5 separate regions of the Mus musculus genome follow, and all the other regions are linked to region 4. Evidence: chromatin contacts called from public Hi-C and promoter capture Hi-C data. All regions are on one chromosome and are shown on one strand. The core of a region is the stretch at or near the end of the contact, and the rest is flanking DNA. Distances in the headings are between cores, read along the strand shown.

Region 1 (4,730 bases), core at 192-2,691, 410 kb after region 4:
TGAAGACACTGGGCCCAGAGATGGTGAACCACATGCCCTGGATCTCACAGCAAGTCGGTGGCCAGGGTGCTCTTTCACTGCAGCAGCCTGGGAGATAAATAAAATACACAATGCCATGCACAGATAGAAGGGTTAACTATGGTGAGGGAAACGGCCAGGTATGGCTCTCAATTTGCTTCTTTCACAAGGAGGCATCGATATTTATGGATTGAGGACTGATGGTTAGTGCTAATAAAGATGATCCATTTAGATATAAAGTATCAGACAAACGGTGGCTTTCTGAGTAGATTTGTAGGACTGTGTGTTGGGCTATTCATGCTGCATCGTCCACCAATAGCTACATGTGCAGGTAAGACACAGAATGCACTTTGGGATCATTCTGCTGCTTTACAAAGGTGGCTCCCATTTCCTGGCAGGGCCTCATCTCTTTCACCTCATTAAAGCCCCAGATTTTCCTCTAGCTTCACCTCTCTCAGATTATCCCTAAGACATCACCACACTCGTACCCCAGTCCCTGAGAGGATGCCTTGGGAAGGTGGTGATGACAGTTAAGGCATGAACAGACAGAGTGAGAAGAAAACAGGGAATCATTAAACACCTGAGCTTTGGAATAAAAGTTCCCTGTGTGCCAACTACCAGCTATGAGACATACAACAAATTATTACCTTCAAGTCTCTGGGCCTTCCTCTCCACATCTGTTTAAATCAGCACCTTAGCAGGCATTGCTTGAGCATACATACATACATACACACACACTCACACACACACTTTTTCTTTGTTGGGAGCAATTCAACAGAGAACAACAAAAAGACAAGAGCAAGAAAGAAAGAACAGAGGGAGTCACAGGCAGGGAAAAAGCCTGAGTGGGGATAGAAGGTTCTGGGTGATGAAGGTGGAGTTGCTGTGTAGAAGGAAATGGTACAGAGACTATAAGTTAATCTTCCAGAGGGAAAAAATAGCTATGGATACCAGCAATCAGAGTCAGGGGCCAGGGGCACTCACACCACCAGTCTGGGGAAGATAATATTTTCCACCTGAAAACTAATCTGGTAGGTTTTGGTACTAGTTAGGAAAAGACCTATAAATGGGGAAGATAACATCCTTTAACAAGTGGCCACGGAAAGCGCAGCTGCCTGCTTAGTAACAAGCTCCGTAACCAGGGACTGTGTTATACTGAATTCAACTATTTCATATTTAAGCATATTTTGACAGCAATAATTTTTGGCTCCCTAGTCTGTGTTCCCACATTTATAGAACACAATGTCATAGCCACCATTATCCCTACTCTGGATCCACAGAGGAAGATAACGCAAATCTAGTTAACCAGAATATCCCATTTCTAGGGATGCTGCTTAAAATATTTGACAGCCAGAACAGCAAGAATGCCACGTAAGGATGGGTTTCTGTAGAATTACACAGAATGTACGCCCACCCACACACTCACCTCACCCCCAGCACAAGAGGAATCCAACACTGAATCCTAAACCACACTTGATCTGATCATCCTCTAGGTAGGAGGAAAAAAAAAAAAAAACAGCCTTAGGGAAAAGAAGTCGGGCTCTTTACATTATGGCAGTGTAATGGTTTGAAAGAAAATATCTCCCATAGGCTCACAGGGAGTGGCAATATTAGGAGGTGGTCTTGCTGGAGTAGGTGTGGCTTTGTTAGAGGAAGTACATCACTACAGAGGTGGCTATTGAGATCTCAGAAGCTCTCAGTCTGCCTAGAGGCTCATTGTCTCTTCCTGCTGCATAGGTGTAGAGGGAGGTGCTGATACTAAGGTCTGGTTCCCTCATTGGTTCTTGTTTTTGTCAATAAAGAAGTCCAGGAGCCAATTGCTGAGCAAACGTGCATATGAGACTTTCAGGGTCCCAAGAGGAAAAGGCAGACACAGGGAAAAGGGTTTTTCAGCCATGCTTTGGAATGAAAAGAAAGCAGCAGTCATGTAAGGCTTCTGGGCAGGGGCAGCTAGGGCCTGCAGCTTCTGCTATGAGCGGGGGCCAAGGAGGTTGACGGGGGCTAGCTGATACAGGCTAGCAGATAAGTTTAGGGCAGGAGGACAAATGGAGATAATAATTGATGATGGCATGCCTTTCCAGGCAGGAGATTCTGTGCCCAACAATTGTGCTAGCTGGCAAAGACTTTTTTATCCGCAGATTCAAAGGTCTTGGATGGTGCTGATAACACAACCACTCCTGGGACAAGGGTCAGGGGAGTGGGCTAGTGGAGTGGTTGACTCCCACAGCAAGGTGGGGAGAGAGAGAGAGAGAAGCTGGGTCAGTGCTTGTGGCTTGGCAGAGCTAAGCCAGGAGGAACAAAGGGAGGTAGGGCCAGAGCTCCTAGGCAAAGGCAGTAGCATGGTTCTAAACTTACAAGCAACACCTAGGCATCCAGATTAGACGTCTCAGCTACCTCTCCAGCACAATGTCTGCCTACAAATAGACTAAGCCTCTTAACTGTAAGCTAGCTGCAAATGTTTTCCTTTATAAGAGTTTCAGTGGCTGTAGAGTGTCTTTACAGCAATAAAACCCTAAGACAGGTAGCTAGAATATGACACCTTAGGGCCGAGAGAAGAGTGAACTCAAACAAGTAGGATGGACAGGAGAGCAAAGAGAACTCTGTAAAGTTTGCCTTGACTTTAAAGCTCCTGGTTCTGTGGCTATCTCCTTAATGCCAGGGTCAGCACCATCATCCTTCCCAGTCACCTGACCCAAGCTATTCTTTATTCTTCCTCTTAAATGTCTTTGCATTGGGTTTGTAACATAAAATCAAAGGTTCTGACTAAAACTCCACTTGCAAAACTTGGCTGTGCACAAGTAGTGTCCATGGATCAAGCTAGTATCAATAGAAAGATATGAAAATGGGAAAATAAAAAAGAAAGAAGACTTTGAATCTGAGAATTTGTTCTTGGAGAAAAAAAAACTCTCCACTTTCTGCTCTTTAGTCTGTGTTAATAGTATCACATAAACTAACACACCAAAGAGTGTTCATGTTACAAAAGGCTACCCACATATCATTGTGCTAATTTTTTCCTCTACAACCTGACCATACAGGATGGTTCTTGGTCCCATGACTGAGACCCATCTGCTACACATGCAAGCAAATCAAGCTGACTAGCTACCCAAACCCTTGTGACCAGAGTTCAGGTATCCAAAAACTGAGTTTATCAAATCCACAACTAAGTGACCGTTATTACATCAGTAAAGAGGAAAGGTCACATAAGGTTATGCATCTCATTAGGACCTATGCCTTTAAGAAAAGTTCCGAAGTTCAAATCCTCAAAAATGCAAAACCTATTAAAAGCCTATACAAGGAACATCGAAAAAGAAGAAATCAATATGGTCAAATAACAATAGGTAGACATCACTAAGCTTGTTGTATTTGGCCTACTATACGGTTATGCATCAAAGATAGCTGATAGGCTAGAAGCATGTGGGATGGATGACTTGTTATAGATCTGGACAGGGTAGAGAAGCAGGAACAGAGTAAGAACACCATGTCCACCCCCCCCTCCACTTCACAGAGATGTCTAACCACTCTCTATCATGGTCTTCACTGCTGGAGAAACTTTTATCCAACTCCACACATAGAGAATCCACTCCATCTGCACTTATAAGAAATTATTAAGTACTCAATAAATTCTAATATGTGTTAGGTCCCAAGGTAGGCATGCATCAAAAAAATTAATGGTTGAAAATTAACTAAAACTAATTAAATACTTAGGAAGAATCTAATACAGTAGGAGACCATCATCATCATGACCATTCTTAAATTTCACTTCTGCTCATACAGTCTCACGTTCTTGACTATTTAATCCATTTACTCCACAAGTAATTACCAAGGTCCTAATATGCAGCACCAACAGGCACTGTGAATGTAGCCATGAACACTACAGAATTGATTTCCAACCTGAAGGAGCACTTGGCAGACTGAAATACGAAATCATCGTAAGTGACAGTCTGGAATGGAGATGTTTTGCCATTTATATACATTCTTTCTTATCTCCCTTCATCCTTCCTGTTCCGTATTCTCCATACGACTTTGGAAGAATGACCTCAAACTCAGGGCTCCATGTCCAACCATAGCACAGGCCAGGAAAGACAGATATAAAATAGTCTCCAGCCATGCCTCATTTTCTCCCTGCAACATGAGAGAAGTCAGTTCCCTGCTGAAGAGAATTGAGAACAGAGAATCAATGCACTAATAGCATAATGTGATAAGAGTTAGATCTAGTCATGTCTGCATCTTCCCTGCACTCATTAGTCCAAGCATCAGTTGATTCCATACCCTGTATCATTTCCATTATTTTAGTGAAGATAATCATGATAAATATAATAACTGAATTTATATTTGCCTCTTCAAAAAAGTAGTGATTCTATTGAGGACAAAAGAATGAGCTAAAGGAGCCAAGGGGACAGTTGGAAAAGATCAAGCAGAGAAAGCAAAGGCACTCACATGCCAAGGGGCTTCCTACAGAAAGGACAGGCAAAGGGAACCTGGGAGATCAGGCTGATGGAAGAGGAATTGGAAGAGAGAATTAGATCATGCAGGATATGGGTAAAGCCTTTATTACCCATGTTTAATATGTCAGTTATAACAATGAATCTACGTTTACATCTTATAGTTTGTACTAAAATTTCTGTTTAAGTCAATATTAGTTTTCTTTGACATCCACTCTAAGTCAAAACACAACTATCTACAAACCCAGCCACTCTTGCTAGTCTTCACTG
Region 2 (4,385 bases), core at 263-2,762, 470 kb before region 4:
TAGTCATCTATATTCTATCTCAGCCGTTACATTATATCCACATGCCTGCATACTATCTGTAGTATGTCAAGACCTGGATAGATATACTGAATAAATAATTCATGACGAGAATCCCCGCTGTTTATAACCTCACAGAGAGAACAGACTTGAGAAGTGACTTTCAAGAAAGCTGAGAAGGTGTATTTCCCAGCTAATCTCATAAGTGCCAAGGTAGCAATAAAAATTCTAAACACCAACTCTCTCAGTTACTCTGCACCTACTGTGCTAAAATACCACCACCATAAGCAACTTACAAAAGGAAGAGCTTATTTGGGCTTACAGTTCTGTGCAGATGATCATGTTGGGAAGGCACAACAGGAAGTGGCAGGTGAGGAGCAGGAAGCTGAGAGCTCATAACACCTACAACCACAAAGCAGAGAGAGTGAACTGGAAGTGATAGGAGGCTATATCTCAAGGCTCATCCCTCTGTGACATACTTTGTCCAGCAAGGTCTCCAAGCATCACCCCCAAGTAAGTGACTAGGTGTACAAATACCTGAACCTACAGAAAAGATTTGCCATTCAAATTACCTCAGCAATAGTTACTAACATTTTCAAAAATGCCAACTATAGCTCCAAAATCTGCTGGGAGTCTGATATTCACAGATGCAGAGGCAACCATGACCTTCCTCTCAAAATTCCTTACCCAATGCTTGTATTTGCTACTAATATTTACATGAATCCCGCTGTGTCCTTTTTTAAGATAGTAAGCAGCAGAGCATCAAAGTGTACACCTACACTCCCAGACTTAGAAGGATGAGGCAGGAGAACTTTAAGTTCAAGGCTGGCATGGGCACACTTGGTGAAACAGACATCTGGCAGAACAAGAAGGCCTGACCTTACACTGTCATTCACTTACAGCTCTCTGTGGTTCTATTCTATGGTCACTGGGTCAACTTTATACTGAGGGCATCACATTCAGCAGTGGGAAACACATTACAAAAGCAAACCCTAATAAAACATTCCATATCCTGATCAAACACTTTTCCCTAAGGTACTCTTCCATCAAGTTAGTGACAACTTCAGGGCTCAAATCTATGATCTTATCAGGTCAAGAATTACCTTAGATACGGTCACAGTATGATATAGCTTCTCCTTCTAGGACCAATCAGTGGCCAGTTATTTCTGTGAAGATTATATTAATATTTGTGTCTCAAGAAACTCTCAGCTCCCTAAATCAACAGTAACTGTATCACACAGTAGGCTTTCATAAGGTAAGATGTAGGCTCTTGGGTAAGCCTGTTTTGTTTTTTTTTTTTTTTCTTAAGAATGCAATAAAATAGAAATAGTTCTCTGCTTTTCAAATTTGCTTTCTGATCATTGTCAGCAAGAGTGGAAGTGGTATCGGAAGAGATTTTTTTTGTTACATCATCTCTGGCCTTTATCCAATGACCTTATTTCTTCCCCTCTGCTCAGGAGAACATATTGTACAAGGTCAGCAAGATGGATCTGGAGCCCCAGTTTTATGTCTTCCCTTGCCAAAATATCACTTCTGCTCAGGGGCACACACCTGCTCCCTCCTTCTTTGCCAGCTCTGTTAGGTGAGCTAAATTACAATTTCTCTTCTTTCGAGGGTGTGTGGGATGCAAGCCTCTAGCTTCTTATGCTCGAGTCTACTCTTTATAGAGCAGCATTTGATATATTATTGAAGGCACAGCACAACATCGAGTGCAACAAGTCCTGCCCCCATTATAATTCTAGAAATTTGTCTTTCTGATCCTGTACCCAACCTGACCCCAACACCTAAGCCAATACAGCATTTCTTCCCATCACTTCCTTTTATCCAAAGCGGCGCCAACATCTTTCTTTGTCATTGCTTTGTATCTCAGCACCCATACTCATGTTTCCTAGCTGCTTTCTCTTGAGTCTAAATGATCTGTGCAAGCAAGTGGTGACTAAGAGCTTTTTGTTTTACTCCTTCACACCTGACTGTAATTATCTGCAATTGTTACAGTAGCCAGAATGCAAATCACACCTGTTTCTCAGTGTAATGTGAATACATGCTCCAGTCCCCACCTATGCTTGTCTTGCCCCTTTCTATTCTTACCTTCGATGCTCTAAACAGTTCACTATGCTTCAGCCACCAGAGCCTCTGGGATTCCTGTAGGAATGTCCATCCTACCCAATTGAGAGCTCTGACACATAGTGAGCTCTTGGTCACGGACACCTTTCAGATCCCCAGTCCTTAAGTGCTTAATTCCTTCACTTCAGTTATCTTCTTTCCTATCACTAATAAATATCAGACTCCAACCTTGAATCTAGGTTCTTTGCCACTAATGCTGGCCCCACCACACTTTTATTTCCCTCACAGAGAAAAACAAGACCTTGAGAAGACAGACTAACCTAAGATGTTCAGAGGCCCCCATGAAAAGGACAAAAGGAACTTTAGTTCTGTGTCCCTGTCCAGGAACAGACTTGGCCAGGTCTGTGTGATGCTGGGGCAGATGCCTTGTAGGAGTCAAGGTTGTAGTTTCTGGGGACATTGCTCTTCCCCTTGGGCTGTGGTTATCAGTCCTAAAGAGGCTGTGTCTGAGGTATCCTGTGTCCTCTTTGCCAACATTGTCTGACTTAGCTCTCTGGTGACTTTGGCAGTTGTCCCCTGAGCACCATCCCTGCAAGTAGTATATAAGATGCTGTGATTCTTTTTTTTTTAATTAGGTATTTTCTTCATTTACATTTCCAATGCTATCTCAAAAGTCCCCCATGCCCCCCCCCACTCCCCTACCCATGCACTCCCTCTTCTTGGTCCTAGCATTCCCCTGTACTGAGGCATATAAAGTTTGCAAGACCAATGGGCCTCTCTTTCCACTGATGGCCAACTAGGCCATCTTCTGATACATATGCAGCTAGAGACATGAGCTCCTGGGAGTACTGGTTAGTTCATATTGTTGTTCTACCTATAGGGTTGCAGATCTCTTTAGCTCCTTGGGTACTCTCTCTAGCTCCTCCATTGGGGGCCCTGTGATCCATCCAATAGCTGACTGTGATCATCTACTTCTGTGTTTGCTAGGCCCCAATGCTGTGATTCTTAATAGTCTTGCTTGGCATAGCCATCAGCTATGTTAGAGTTCCTGGTCCCAGTTATTGCTTTTGTCATTTTTCATTCATGTGACAGACACTTTGATGTTTAGCACCCTTATTCTGCTGATTCAGGATATGGACATGATGGGGGAAATGCTTGGAACAGAAGCTTAGCTCAACATCTGGGTGACTGTTCTAGTCCTGGCTTTCCCCCAGGGATCTGCTTTTATCTCCTTCTGGAAACAGCTGCTGCCGGCTCAGCTGTATCTTTCCTCTGCCTACAGTGTAATCATCTCCACTCAGGACAGTCTCTGCATGGGTTCACGGCAGAACTGTGGTTTAATGGACCAAAAATTATATTGGGTATATAGTAAGATGGATCAGGGTGTGCTGTGGCAAGGACCAGCTGCATGAAAATTCTCCCATGTCATTACCTTGCTTCGTGTATTGCCTTCTGCCATCCAAAAGCCACACATCAATACAGGGTAAATCAAGCAAGAGATTTATGGAGGAAATGCCTGTGAAGGTTAAAGGAGAGAGTGAAGAGAGACTTGCAGACTGCAATGTAGATCTGACACTCCCCAAAGGATGGGAGAGAGAACAAGGACACATCTAGGTTCTCAGAAAGGTTAGTCTAGGACATTAAGGAGGCATGGAGCAAAGTGAGAGTGGTCCTATCTAGAGGAATGTATCTCTTTACACAGGTGGCGGTGGGAACATGACTTGACATGAACTTGGGAACAGATCAACTGTATCCCCTCCTGACTCAGATACCATGATCAGCTTCATTTTTCTTATTGCAAATACTTTGTATCCAAAAACCCCTGCTTTAAATCCTGGTTCTTGAACCATGAGATTTTTCCATCTGTAATATGTTCAATCTCCTATAAGATTCAGTTTTCACAAAAGACAGTACACATTGGCATAGATGAAGGGAGAGAATTGTTGGGAATGTAAGCTATTATAGTCACCATGGAATTTGAATGTGGAGGAGGCTGGGGAAACTACAGATATCATAGGAGCAGGCTGTGCCACTCCTACAAATATGCAAGTTAATGTACTACAGAGATATTTGTGCACCCATGTTTATTACCATAGCACTCACAGTAATCAGAAAATGATGTCCACTAACAAATGAGTAGATAAAAAAAATGTGGTAGATATACACAATGAAATTTCATATTTTATTCAACCATATGGAGAAATGAAAAGGTCAGGCTCACAAAGGCAAATAACTCTCACTTTCAATCATACACAGGACATATGTCTATATATTTTATATAATATAGTCACATAATATTACACACACACACTCCATGAAAGGTG
Region 3 (4,256 bases), core at 565-3,064, 310 kb before region 4:
GAAGCTAGTGGTACTAAATCAATAGGGAAAGGAGAGTGAGGAACAAGCAGCAAAGGGCTGGCTCTTTAAGGAGGTCCCTTCTATCCACGCTATAGTGAAAAGTCATTGCATGGAATGGGGTCAACTTCTATAAAACCATCAAAGAAAAAACTGTAGCATGCTCACAATGGCTATAACTACCTTTGGGCCAACACAGAGAAAACACAAAGGAAAGGTGAAAACTCAAAGTGGGCCAGAGAAGAACCCCTCAGAGAAAATACATAGCCTGGCAAATGAAAGTTGAGCAGGATACCCCTCAATGATACATTTTACCTCTTCACAGTAAGAAGAGTCTTGAATAAATACATATTAAAGCAGCTTCCTTAAGCTATAGATTATGAGTTTTCATTTGTTCCATACATTAAAAAAATTTAGTCTCAGTAAGAATATGGATGCCCTATCTCAGACAGAATTGGGAGGGTGTTAAACAAATAATTCTATTTTAACCAAGCTGGGCTCAGAGCCCAGAAAATAGGCACATTCAAACAAACAAGGGATCCTGAGGGGAAAATGACAGGAAGAAAGATCTAGAAGTACAGCAGAATTAGAGAGAGGGACAGCTGGGGTAGGTGACAGGACTGAGGCCTGGCTTTGTGATCTGGCACATCCTTTGTTAGACGTACTCTATGGTGCTGACCCCGTTCCCCCTAGGCTCTACAGTAGCCTCTGAATCAGTGGCAGCGGGGGCATAGAGCTCATGCTAGGGATGACCAACTAATCTGTCAATGGTCGCCATGCTTGTTTCTTTTCTGTTGCTGTGCTGAGACACTACTGAAAAGCCAATTCCAAAAGAAAGGCTTATTTGCCTTAAGCATTTGTGTCATAATCTAACACAGAGGGAAGTCTGGGCAGGGACTGAAGCAAGAACTGAGGCAGACACCATGGAAGAACTGCTGTGCTTCGTGACTCACTCTAACTTGCTCAGCTACCTTTCTTACACAGCCCAGGACCACCTTTCTGGGAATGGTGCCCGTAGTGGGCTGAGCCCTGCTACATCAATTAGAAATCAAGACAATATCCCATAGACATGTCCAGAGGACAATATGATTTGATCAGTCCCTCGGTAAATGGGACTCAATCGTTAATTGTCCTTAGGGTCCAAGAGAAAGTAGACAATAATTTTCCCTCTTCTTACCTTTCATGCTTTAGATTCTTAGGCTCAGGTAGTAACTTCACAAGAGAAGGGAGTCAGAAGGAATCAAATCCTCATCACCTGTGTATCTAGCAAGCTTTTCTTTCCCATTGTCCTTTCCTGTCCTGAAATTCTTCAGTAGACATTAAAGGCAAATCTTTTTTACTTTCTCTCCCTAGTGATTCTCATGGGTTTGTCAGTATAGGTAGGGTGGCTGCAATCTGACACTATGGTTTAGGGGCTATGGTATAGCATGGGAAAAGGGACAACAATACTACATGATGTTCCCAAGGCTCCCACACTGTTTAAAGACACAGTCTCTAATTACACACTCTTGGTTGGCTGGAGACCCTTAGTGACCCTCTCTTTGGGGGGTCTTGGTAGTGACAGTCGCTGGGTAGTAGAAGGCATATAGGCATCCCTGCATTTGCTAGCTAAGTGACAATCAGCCACCCTCCCCAATCTAAATCCAGCACCTTTGGCAATATCATCACCAATAAATGTCATGTTTCTAATACAATTTTCCCTGTAGAAATCAAACTTTTCTTATTCCTTAGATTCTTCACACTTGGGCAGAACTCCTACAAATAGTCAAATCTTTTTCACGACATTCAGATGAAGATCTAAGTCAGTTAAACAGCTAGAAAAAGAACAAACCATGGCTGATGAGTTACCATGGAAACCAAATCCCGACTGGAGTCCACTTCCACTCTCCATTGGGTTGGAAAGGCCTCATCTGTACTTCAGCATCAAAAAGAGAAAGACCAGGATCTGTCAATCATTTTCAAGAAACATGCATATATACAGAGAAATAAATATCTTACAATGAGGAATCCATTCAGTGAACGGTTTGCTTTTTAAATGTAAACCACAGCACTCTCTTTATTCCATGAATAAGCTGATTATTTGCTTAATAACACTCAAGAAGTGTTATAAGAAATAAAATCAAAATTAGGAAAAATTTCCATTTTTGTTCTATGTCTTTCCCCTAAATAACCTAAATCCTCATGTCTCTGGTTAAATAGACATTTAAACGGCATTTTTTTAGTTGTAGATAGGTTTGGGCACTCTAGTTGCTCTCTACTGATCTGTACAATCTCTAACAATCATTCCTTTAGGAACTTCCAGGATGCATTGTCAAGATGGCTCAGTAGATAAGAGCAGCTGCCTCCTAAGCTGACAGTCTGATTTCGGTCCCCTAGACTCACATGGTTAAAGAGAACTGGCTCTGCAGCTTGTCCTCTGACCTCCACAAGCACTTCATGTCATAAATGTGTGATTCTGTGTAGACACATGTACACACACACAAGTATATAAATGAAAATTTAAAAATATTCAAGACAATTTCCAGGACAACTTATGACAATATCACCACCCACTTCAGTACCAAACGTTTAAACTTCCTCTCCTCATTGCTCACTGTGGCAATTGTTGACATCAGTGCCTTCTATTTTTCTTCTCTATTGACATTCTCTTAACACTCATGAAATCTGAGTTCTAGTCTTGATGTTGTCTCTTATACTTCATGCTATCTGAGGCACACTAAGTCATCTGCCTAGACTTCAGTTACCTTATTTACTGCTGTAGTTAGGTCTACTCAGGAATATATTACATTATATTCAGACTCTCAACTCAGAAAGCCTACATTATCTGTATGTTTGATTTTTAGGTTGTGGGTATAGAATAGACTCCATTAATCATTTCTGACACATGTGATTTTTAGAGTTTATTCCCACTTCTAAGAGTCTACAAATTACACTTCAAAAGGACATCTCAGATGTCCAGGGAATACAGCATAGTGTGTCTTCCATTTTATGTAGTTCACAAAAGTCTGAAGAATTCAGGACATTTTATATTACAACTATACACTGGCCATAGATTATCTAAAAATCAAACAAACAAGTGAAACAACACTAAAAACCCACACACCCATATTCTGTGACCTCTCTTCACAGCGGCTGCCGGCTGATTCTCTAATCCATGAGTCTTCAGACAACCACACTCCAGTGATCTTGTGCACTTCTCCATCACCTGCTGTTAAAAGCTAACTAAAGAGAACAATATGTGCCAAACTACAAGATACCAGAGGGAGCATCTCATTAGTGTTGGGTGGTCCCAGACTGCAAAAGTCAGGAACAGATAAGTATCATCTGAATAATGGTAAATGTCAGGGTCACACAGCAGAGATAAGAGGATGAGTACAGATTCAGAATTTCAGTGGATTAGAGTGTGTGGCAGAAATTATGAACATGTTAGCGTGACAAATGGCTGTGTTTATAGCACTCTGCTAGGTGGTCATAAAGTTTAAAAGGAAGAGACTTGAGTTAACTCAAAGTGAATGATCAATTACACATATGGATCTTTTTAGATCTACCCTGCTAATATACAGTAAGAGACAGTAACACTAGAAGAACACTCAGGATGACTTTGTGATTTCTATTGCATCTTCCAATGCTAGCATACTCGTTTCTGCATTTTGCTGGCATTTAGCTAAGATATTCATGCATCATCTCACTTCATCTTTATGGCAATGCTGAAGCTGTCACCATTATCTCTAGCTTACAGATGGCCGAGGCTCTAAAAGGGTACATGGTTTGCTCAAGGACATTAGTTGACAATTCATTCAGCCACGTAGAAATGTAATGTCAACCTCTCAAGTTTGCTTAAAGCTTGTATCTGGTACACACAGTGGTTAGGTACCTTAGGCCCACTTTCACATATTACCACTAAACAGCAGAATTTATTCCCCCAAATCAGGATGTCATGAGGACCATGTATCTACCACTGAAAGCCCTAGGAAAGCAACTGTCCTTGCCTCTTCCCAGATTTTGTCTGTTCACAGCATCTCTGGGATGCTCTAACTCACAGGAGCATCACTCAGGTCCCTATTAGCATAATTTTTTCAATGTTTCCACATCTGTATCCTTTCCTTATGAAAATATAAGCTGCTAGACTTAGGCCCTACCATAACCCAGTATAATGTCACTGAATATAAGCTAATCACATCTACATAATTTTTTTTCTAATTGAGATCACACATTCTCAGGCCCAGGATAGACATAACTTTTGAGAAAGTCACTCTTCT
Region 4 (4,282 bases), core at 1,365-3,864:
CTCAGCAGTAACCATTTTCCAGCTTCAAGTTCCTGCCCCCATTGCTGGCACACATGGTCTTCCTAGTGTTCCTCTGACTAGAGCCAAGGAAATGCAGTGACCAAGTAGAAGTAGGTTAGGCTTCCTTCCTCACTCTTACTTTGGGGAAGAGAGAAATTGGTGTAAATAAATGATATGCTTGTTTAAAAGAAATGACTCGAATGGCAGGGAGAGCATTTCTCTTGCTGGCTCTGCCAGTTTCTTGGAGTACACAGCTCTGGCATCACAATCCCCCATCTGACTCGATGTCTTTTTTTTTTTTTTTCTTTTTTTCTTTTAATCTGTAAAACCTGGCTACATCATGCCTACTGGTTATGTCTGTCAGTGCTTGCTATCTGCCACACAGTAAGACATCTGCAGGGATTGTACTTACTTATTCTCACTTAAGCAACACACTTCCTTGGACTGGGACTGTGATTAGTCCCACTTTAGAGCCAAGAAAACTAAGGCTTAAAGCGGCAAAGTGACATTCCCATGGGGACATAGACCCTAATTGCAGTTCTGAGCTTTAAAACCATATTGGCCTGTTTTCGAAGGTCATACCTTGGTGCCGGATTCACACCACCATCCTCATGGAGTCTTCTAAAACCTGGATGCTCTTACAGATCTTTGGAGTAAGCCCTCTCCATCCAAGCTCCACCTCTCCGCCGCTTAGGAGCCACCCTGCATCACACAGTGCAGTATCATCTCTCTCCATCTCCCAAGAACATACAGACTTTCCAAGTCCTCTTGAAAGGCCACATACACGTTTCTATGTCTACCAGTAACTCCTTTTAAACTCTATCCTACATGCAGTCTACATGAAAAATGAAGAGAAAAAAAAACATAATCTAGTCTAATCTAAACTCAACTTATTTTTTCTTTTTCTTTTGTCTGGCTATCTCTACAATTCACTCATTATTTAACCTTCATACTAACAGTGTCTTTCCCTAGAACCTATTAAGGTGCCCCATTTGACTACCAGTGGCTACAAAATACTATTGGGACGATATGAAGCTGATTGACAAGTGTAAGCAAACACTTTTCAGATATCTATGCAAGACGGTGGGGGGGGGGGGATATAGGGATCAAGAATGCAGGATTACTGTTATTGAATCTCTCTCCTAGCACTAACGACTTCAAAAGTAATTTCTGTGATAACGTAGTCTTCCAAATTCCCCAGAATTTCTTTTTTTTTAAATTAGGTATTTTAGCTCATTTACATTTCCAATGCTATACCAAAAGTCCCCCATACCCACCCCCACTCCCTTACCCGCCCACTCCCCCTTTTTGGCCCTGGCGTTCCCCTGTTCTGGGGCATATAAAGTTTGTGTGTCCAATGGGCCTCTCTTTCCAGTGATGGCCGACTAGGCCATCTTTTGATACACATGCAGCTAGAGTCAAGAGCTCCGGGGTACTGGTTAGTTCATAATGTTGATCCACCTATAGGGTTGCAGATCCCTTTAGCTCCTTGGGTACTTTCTCTAGCTCCTCCATTGGGAGCCCCGTGATCCATCCATTAGCTGACTGTGGGCATCCACTTCTGTGTTTGCTAGGCCCCGGCATAGTCTTACAAGAGACAGCTACATCTGGGTCCTTTCGATAAAATCTTGCTAGTGTATGCAATAGTGTCAGCGTTTGGATGCTGATTATGGGGTGGATCCCTGGATAAGGCAGTCTCTACATGGTCCATCCTTTCACAAATTCCCCAGAATTTCTTGACTTGAGTATCCCGGGGAAATAAAATCAGGTTCTCTTTCTCAAAGTTGCTGATGCTCTCTCTCTCTCTCTCTCTCTCTCTCTCTCTCTCTCTTAAAGCTGATTCCCCCAATAGCACTTATCAAAGGCTTTTCCTGAACCTTGCTTTGGATTGTCACTTTGAAGTTGAGACCCTGGTTCAGGTCTAGTCTTCAACCACTTCCACCCTCCCTTCCACACTCTTGCCTGCCTCCCACCACCCTTGCCCTCACACCGCTCTGCAGTCTGCACTTTCAATCAATCCTCTGCTAATGTGAACACAAGTTTCACACCTAACCAAACAGACACTACACAGTTTCAAAGTTTCAGAATTGTTTCCAGAAAGCCTCCAGAATTTCACAGTGGCTTTGCCTCGCAATTAAGGGTCACAGAACTACCCTGGGTTCGGCAAGGGCATTAACCATTTCAGCTGCGGGTATGTATGTATGCACCACATAGCCAACTATCTCCAAAGGATGGGTCAGATCTCATACTTAAAACTCCATTGCAGTCCCATGGAGACTATGGCGTTCCTACAAGGGTTCTTCCCCTGTCCTTGCCTTCCTCTCCCAGTCACAGTCTTTCGTCCCTATTTTTTTAAAAAAGAAGAAAATGAAAAAAAGAAAAAAGGAGTGGCTCTCTGCTCCCTGCAGCGGCTGTAGTGGCATTGCAGCGATCTGGCAGGCCCAGGGTGGCGGGCCCGAGCTGCCCCTTTGTTGGGCGGGCTACAGATGGTGCCCCAGCGCGGGACTGCGCCTAGGCGGGCGTAGCGGGCGGGAGGGCGGGAGGGGGAGGCCGGGAAGGGGGTCGGGCGGGAGGGGAGGAGACCGCTAAGCAGCCAATCGGCGCGCAGCCCATCAGCTGACCGCTTTTGCTTACACCAGGTGCACGCCGGCTGCGGGGAGCACAAAGCGGGGCGCACGGAGGGCGCCGGCAGCAAGCCGTGAAGCCAGGCGAGGGCCGTGCGCCCCGGTTTGCAGCGCTTGTCGGGCGGGGACCGGGGCCCGCGGCGTCCTCCCAGACAGTGGCATCCTTGCCACCGCACTCCGAGGCGCCTCGGGCGCCTTCCTTGAGACCGATCCTTCGCTGCCCCGCCCTCTGCACCCCATTTCTTCTACCCTCTTTCCTATTCCCGCCTGTCTCTACCACGACCCCCAAGAACGCGATTTAGCCCAGCCCCGCGCAGCAGCTGTTGCTCCCGCGGCTGTCTCGCCTTGCATCTTGGTGCTCTGCTGGGGGTCCCCCAAGGAGCCAGTGCGCGCTGCGGGCTGGGTGGAGGCGCTGCTCTGCCGGTCCTCATCCTCCGGCTAGTGGCTGCTGCTGCCACCACCACCCGCTCCGTGCGCACCCCAACACCCCTGTCAGCCCAGCCTTAGGGTAAGTGCCCGGACCAACTGGGCCGCAGCAGGAGGTGTGGGAGGCAGCGGGAGGTGTGGGAGGCAGCAGGGAGGAAGTAGAGACAAACTTGGCAGCTTGGCGGACCCTACTGCGTTTGAGAAACCTCGGGATAAGATCTCAGGGCTAAGGGGAACAAGGGGGCGCGGTTTCTCGAGCAAGGAGGAAAAACGAAGTCGGGAAAGGAGAATCTACCGATCACCCTCTTGCCTTCAAAATGAAGCAGGGCGAGCGAGAGCAATAGTTGAGAAGAAAGGCCAGACAGAAATGGGCAAAAGGCAGTGACTGGAGCTGAGGCCCCAGGATCTCAGGGACCCATCAGAGGGGGAAAGAGAAGAGAAGGCTTGGTGCTGTGATCAGGGGAAAGAAGCTGGGGACCTGGGAAGAGAGCAGACAGAAGACCCAGGGAGTTGGAAATGGGGTCAAAAGGAAAGAAAGGTGGCAGGTTGTGGGGAGAGGAAAAGGTCTCGGCAGAGGCTACGATGCTAAGAATAAAGAGCAAGGAGTGTAATTAACAAAACACTGAGGATACTGAAGTCAGAGCATTGGGGAGAACATACTCAACTGTTATGTGGTCCAAGGAGGAGAAAACTGTTTTGAGCCTAGAAGGGGTAGCTCCCTTAAGGAGGCTTGCTACAGACGTGGAAATTTCAGGGAAGTCTTGATCTTTTCCAGGCATTCTGCTCTGGGGTCAGTGACTAGGAAAGTTTGCCAGCGAGTGTCCTTTGTGCTGCAAGGAGAGGGGTGTGGGCTGCTGCCTACTGATTCGGTGCTTCCTAGGTTCCTGCGGTCACCGCTACCTCAGAGGGAAGTCCTTGGCTGGCTGGGTTCCCTCCCTTCCTCCCCCCGCCCCCAACCCTCTACCGAAAGCCTAGCAGCCAAGAGGTGCCCTGCACACTGGGTAGATTGGAAAGTTCGTCCTGGGTCTTTTGCCGGACAGGACAGCAGGCACGGATGCGCAGGCTGGAAGATTCCGTAGTAGTACTTGCTCCAGAGGGACCTTGTCTGCGGTATCCACAGCAATAGCCTCAAAGCCAACTGAGCAAAGAGTGAGGGATCAGAGTGTAAACGCCTTCGAGTGCCTGAATCACGTAGGCAAACGCTCCTAGATCGCATCCTGTCTTTAGTATGT
Region 5 (4,522 bases), core at 1,888-4,387, 360 kb before region 4:
AAATGATCCTCAGGTAACTCTAGCGAAGGTGAGGCTTGGTACTAGAAGAAAGCCAAAAGGAAAAACAAAGATACAGAGGACACAAACTAAGAAGATCCTGGATACACCATGAAACAACCCATGAGTGGGACTTTGTGAAGTTTATGGTATCCAAAACATCTTTCATTGATAAACAGATGAACCCAATCTCTTGTATAACTTTCTGCCTTGTCATAACAGGAATTCCATTCCTGCTGTGAATTTTGTAGCATCGCATAAGCAAAAGTTTTACAATTATTTCTCTGATTTCTGCATTTTCCCCAGCGCATTCCAAATTCATCTTCGCTGGGATTCTCCTGATGAAACCTTTGGTACTCCTGACCACAGCAAGTCCTTCTCCTTCATAAAAGGAAGCTCTACATCTCCAGCTCTCTTAACTGAGCCAACACTATCCTTCCAACCATTCTAGAAAGCTCCTATCCATTTGACCTTCAAGTATATTCACTTTAGCTCCTCTGAACTTTATAAACTTTCAATTTTACTTCACACGGATCAAGCATGGTGCTAGCAGTCTAATACAGAATGAGGCACATCTTCAGAATGTGAAGGAATTTGTTGATGTCAATTCTGTAAAGTCTTCTTCCTTTCTTTTTCATCAGAGAAAAAAAATGTCCAACTCACTTCACCCCAAGTAATGTGGTAGATGAGGTATTTCAATTGAACTGGCTGATCAATCCAGTCAGATAAGTGGTTTTACTGTTTCTCTTGGTTGAATTTATTAGGGGTTTAATTGAACTGAACAGATGCATAGAATTGCTGAGCATTGCATGGACAAAACCACAGAGAAAATCAACACTTCAAAGTGTAATTATATTGACAGAATGGCTTAATTTTGTTCACATTTGCAGCTAAACTTTAGCTAAATTCTTTGTATGTAGGTTTCTTGTTATATAAATTCTAAGTAGTACATTCCCAAATATGCTAGAAAAGTTGTGAGTACAGCCAAAGGTTACTATAATAAGGTATGGAGGTGAAAAGATTGGGAGAGAGTTTGACAAGGCCGTGGTTGAAATTGTGTTAAGTTTATTAATAAAATTGACATATTTAGATGACGATTATAGAGATTCAATATGCAAATATGTGCTAAGGTTCACAAAGTCCAGAAATAAAAAAAAAATGTTCCAACCTCCTATGCATACTGCAGTTGGAAAAATTATACCAGCTAGACACAGAATGTACTCTTCTTGCTCAAAAACAGATTTTAAGCACATACAAAAAATATTCACATAACCAGCAGAGTGTGAGAGTAGTTTGTAGGCATATGATTCTCAAAAAAAAAAAAAAAGACTCAATTCCACTCTTACCCCCAGAAAGAATTGTTTCTATAGTTCATCCTGATATCTTCAATATTGAATTCATCCTAAAGGAGGTTTATTTGGGGGCTCCAAGATGCTTTTTTTTTTTCATGACAGATCATGTACCCTCATGTTGATATCTAATATACATGACTGAAAGTTTGGGAAAGAATGAAAGGATTCCCAGTAACTAAGAGGCAAGAAGGCATGAGGAAAAAAATGCAAACTTTTCTTCCTTTTAAGAGTCTAAGCCCTTCTCTTTTATTTTGTGAGGACATTTTAATATAGATGTTCCAGCAGGCATATCTAGCCTGGAGGCCATGGACAACATGTACCCCAGGATAGCTATGAATGAAGCCAATACAAAATAATAGTTTACTAAAGCACAAGGTTGGGACTAGAGAGCTATCTCAGAAGATACGTGTTTGCTGTGCTTCTAAAGATTCTAGGTAAGCTTTCTGGGTCCCATGTTGGGTAGCTCACAAAGATGTGCACCTTTAGCTCAAAAGGATCTAATGTCTTCTACTACTACTACTACTGCACACACACACACACACACACACACACACACACACACACACACACACACACACAGAGAGAGAGAGAGAGAGAGAGAGAGAGAGAGAGAGAGAGAGAGAGAGAGAGAGAGAGCGAGCGCGAGCTGTGGAGTGGCTGCCTTATTCTCTTGCTCCTGTAACTCAATGGAGAGGGTCTTGTGAATGGATTTTGTAAATGATGATGTCATATTGCCATGTCAAAATATTGAGCATACCTAAATATTCAGGATTCATGTAAATGCCACCAACTTTGGGTATCCAGACATGAGGATAAGGGAAAATATTATGGTTCCATATGGACACTGGAGTGAAAGACATGGATATTGGATAATCAACTGACAATATTATCAAAATTGTTTTTCTAACTTATTTCTGTATGGTGGCAGCAGAAAACAGCAAAGCAAGAGGAAAATCATACAAATACTATAATGTATAATATGCTGTGTATCCAACCTCACAAGTCAGTCAGAAGTAGTCTGAGAGTTGAAATCTATCTTCCACCCCTGAATTCATCTCTAAAAATTTTTTAATCCTTTTAAAATCCTTCTGAATTCCTCTGGGATTACATTTCATTTTTGTTTTCCTTTGTACATATTATCACAGTGTCTGTTATCCTCTTCAATCTTGTTGAAGAGTGTGTGTGTGTGTGTGTGTGTGTGTGTGTGTGTGTGTGTGTCTGTGTGTGTCTGTGTGTGTCTGTGTATGTGTCTGTGTGTGTGTGTTTGAGTTAAGGGCATATTTCACAAGGCTGCAAAGGTTTTACTTGCTACAGATGAATTATCATAAACCAGTGAGAAGAGAATAATATAAGCATATTGAGATGTGGGTGTCAGGCAGCGAGTTAGAATTACCCATTAGCTACATTGACTTGCTCCCACACATCAGCTTGTCTGTGTGCTCCATTGCAATATGTGTCTGAGCAAGATCTGAAATCAAAGCATGTCATGAACTATCAGGTTCATCAGCAAACAGTCAAAACTGCTTATGCCAAATCCATAAATGCCAAGGATCTTCAACACAAATGTAAACTATTAATGAACTTTATAAAATGTGTAAAATCCAGTGATGATAAGAATTTGAAGCAAGAAAATCCCTTCTAAGGGAAGAGTTGCTAAAAATAATCATAGGAATTGTCAAATATTCACAGCAGATTTAGAAGCTTCGTTTGCACCTTCTTGGGTGCTGATTTGATGTGGGAGACTAAAAACGTCCAGAGTTCTATAACATCTACATTCAGTTATGAAGAGGGAAAACTTCTAGCTCTTAAGGACTGCTTTTGGAACTCATCTGGCTGCCTTTGTCTTGACAGACACATCTAACTGGCTTCCAAGGAATCTTTGAACATACAAAGAACAAATGTAGAGCCATTGCAGTAGAAGAAAATAAAATCAAATGGTCAACATGCACAACAATCCAAAATCTTACAGTGTGCACAGTATAAGTCCCTCTCACATGCAGAGCAAGACATTTTCCTTTGAAGGTGATTTTTCTTTTCCTATAAAACTTTTAAAAAATCATATTCACCTTCCTTCCCTACAACCCTTTGCAGAAATATCTCCCTTTATATCTACTCAACTTTGTATCATTTGTGTTTTATTTGTTTTAAAGCTCCATGAAAGTCAAAGACAGATCAAATCCCAGCATGAAGAAGAGAGTTGTGTCCATAATCCCGCTCCTTGCATTAGACACATTGGAAACGTTTAGCTGCTGGAAGAAAGAGACAGCTTTTCTCTAAGAGTGTAGGCCTTGCTGCATGGAACACATTCCTATAAAAACCATGCATCCAAGAATATTTGGGCAGCATGATTTGGTCATTGGAGACTAAGTGAAAACCAACAAATACTAGATTTTCAAAAAATTGAAGACTAACATAGAAAAAAAGAGAGTTACCTAAGAATGAGTTTATCTCTATGGTCCTAAAGCCTGGTAGCTGAAAATACTGAGGACCCACTAATTAAATATATGCTTTTTTTCCAGATAATGCAACTAATCTCATCAAGATGAATGGTTAACGAGTTAAACTGTTAGTTATGTAGATGTGTGAGATTAAGTTCGAAAGGGAGATTCTTACCAATGCAAAATTAAATTTAAAAAAATCACTTTGATCTTGGTTTCATGGGGTTATATAATATTGCAGTAACAAATTAACCAAGATATTTGGTTGGATATATATAAAGATGCAAAGATGTCTCAGAATTTGTAATTATTTGGCATGGAGGCTGTAATAAAAATATGCTCAGTTGTTTGCCCAGAACATTTAGAAGTGAAAGTTACTAAGCTCAGTTGGATTTAAATACTAAGGCTATCAGTTCAACTTCCCTCTCAAAAAAACATTTCCCATACTATCTACAAGTTGTAATGTATCTTATCTCACTAACAAATTATATGAGGATTCTCAGATAAATTCGCATCTACACAATAAAGTGACGTTAGAAAGAATGAAGATTAAAAAACCCAGTTTGAGTTGATGAACTTAATGAGGTAATGTCTTGTTCAATGTCTTGTTGAGAACATGTGATCTTGAAGAGAGTTACCACTTAGATAATGGCATGTGTCATCATGATGACACATGTTATTCTTGGAAGAAGAAACTGGGCAGGATCAATGAAGTATGTGGTGCTTCAAGAAATC

Evidence for each region. Promoter capture Hi-C pulls out the DNA fragments that hold promoters and counts their contacts. Hi-C and Micro-C count contacts between places; a contact is called where the count stands out from the background.
Region 1: a promoter capture Hi-C map of hippocampal neurons shows a contact between it and region 4, with 3 times the contacts expected there. The contact joins the enhancer-like site here to the promoter of Lrrn1 in region 4. A contact is called at or near these places in 2 of 39 promoter capture datasets (hippocampal neurons and liver), 5 of 115 datasets of contacts at active chromatin or transcription factors (craniofacial prominence, embryonic forebrain, embryonic midbrain and 2 more) and 1 of 9 other capture datasets (embryonic stem cells).
Region 2: a Hi-C map of cerebellar granule neurons shows a contact between it and region 4, with 3 times the contacts expected there. The contact joins the enhancer-like site here to the promoter of Lrrn1 in region 4. A contact is called at or near these places in 2 of 39 promoter capture datasets (hippocampal neurons and pre-B cells), 3 of 484 Hi-C or Micro-C datasets (brain, cerebellar granule neurons and cerebellum) and 3 of 115 datasets of contacts at active chromatin or transcription factors (embryonic hindbrain, neural tube and stem cell-derived neural progenitor cells).
Region 3: a Hi-C map of cortical neurons shows a contact between it and region 4, with 2.9 times the contacts expected there. The contact joins the enhancer-like site here to the promoter of Lrrn1 in region 4. A contact is called at or near these places in 1 of 39 promoter capture datasets (hippocampal neurons), 3 of 484 Hi-C or Micro-C datasets (cerebral cortex and cortical neurons), 1 of 115 datasets of contacts at active chromatin or transcription factors (embryonic stem cells) and 1 of 9 other capture datasets (embryonic stem cells).
Region 5: a contact with region 4 is called in a promoter capture Hi-C map of hippocampal neurons, with 6 times the contacts expected there. The contact joins the enhancer-like site here to the promoter of Lrrn1 in region 4. A contact is called at or near these places in 3 of 39 promoter capture datasets (embryonic stem cells, hippocampal neurons and stem cell-derived epiblast-like cells), 3 of 484 Hi-C or Micro-C datasets (cerebral cortex, cortical neurons and forebrain) and 4 of 115 datasets of contacts at active chromatin or transcription factors (embryonic forebrain, neural progenitor cells, neural tube and 1 more).

Annotation. Positions count from the first base shown.
Region 1 is chr6:107,935,095-107,939,824 of GRCm38.p6, forward strand. No RefSeq gene overlaps it. Among named protein-coding and RNA genes, the nearest start is that of Gm35017, 120 kb to the left of the region's middle. Within about 2 kb of position 1,442, at least 7 of the 459 cell types and tissues checked have an H3K27ac peak or open chromatin away from gene starts, as enhancers often do. A contact at or near this core is called in hippocampal neurons, where this site is marked.
Region 2 is chr6:107,061,554-107,065,938 of GRCm38.p6, forward strand. No RefSeq gene overlaps it. Among named protein-coding and RNA genes, the nearest start is that of Gm22418, 62 kb to the left of the region's middle. Within about 2 kb of position 1,513, at least 4 of the 459 cell types and tissues checked have an H3K27ac peak or open chromatin away from gene starts, as enhancers often do. A contact at or near this core is called in cerebellar granule neurons and cerebellum, where this site is marked.
Region 3 is chr6:107,220,962-107,225,217 of GRCm38.p6, forward strand. No RefSeq gene overlaps it. Among named protein-coding and RNA genes, the nearest start is that of Gm34933, 29 kb to the left of the region's middle. Within about 2 kb of position 1,815, at least 2 of the 459 cell types and tissues checked have an H3K27ac peak or open chromatin away from gene starts, as enhancers often do. A contact at or near this core is called in cortical neurons, where this site is marked.
Region 4 is chr6:107,527,112-107,531,393 of GRCm38.p6, forward strand. Lrrn1 (leucine rich repeat protein 1, neuronal) reads left to right here and starts at 2,615. Exons shown (of 2, transcript NM_008516.4): 1 at 2,615-3,132.
Region 5 is chr6:107,165,179-107,169,700 of GRCm38.p6, forward strand. No RefSeq gene overlaps it. Among named protein-coding and RNA genes, the nearest start is that of Gm34933, 27 kb to the right of the region's middle. Within about 2 kb of position 3,138, at least 8 of the 459 cell types and tissues checked have an H3K27ac peak or open chromatin away from gene starts, as enhancers often do. A contact at or near this core is called in cortical neurons and hippocampal neurons, where this site is marked.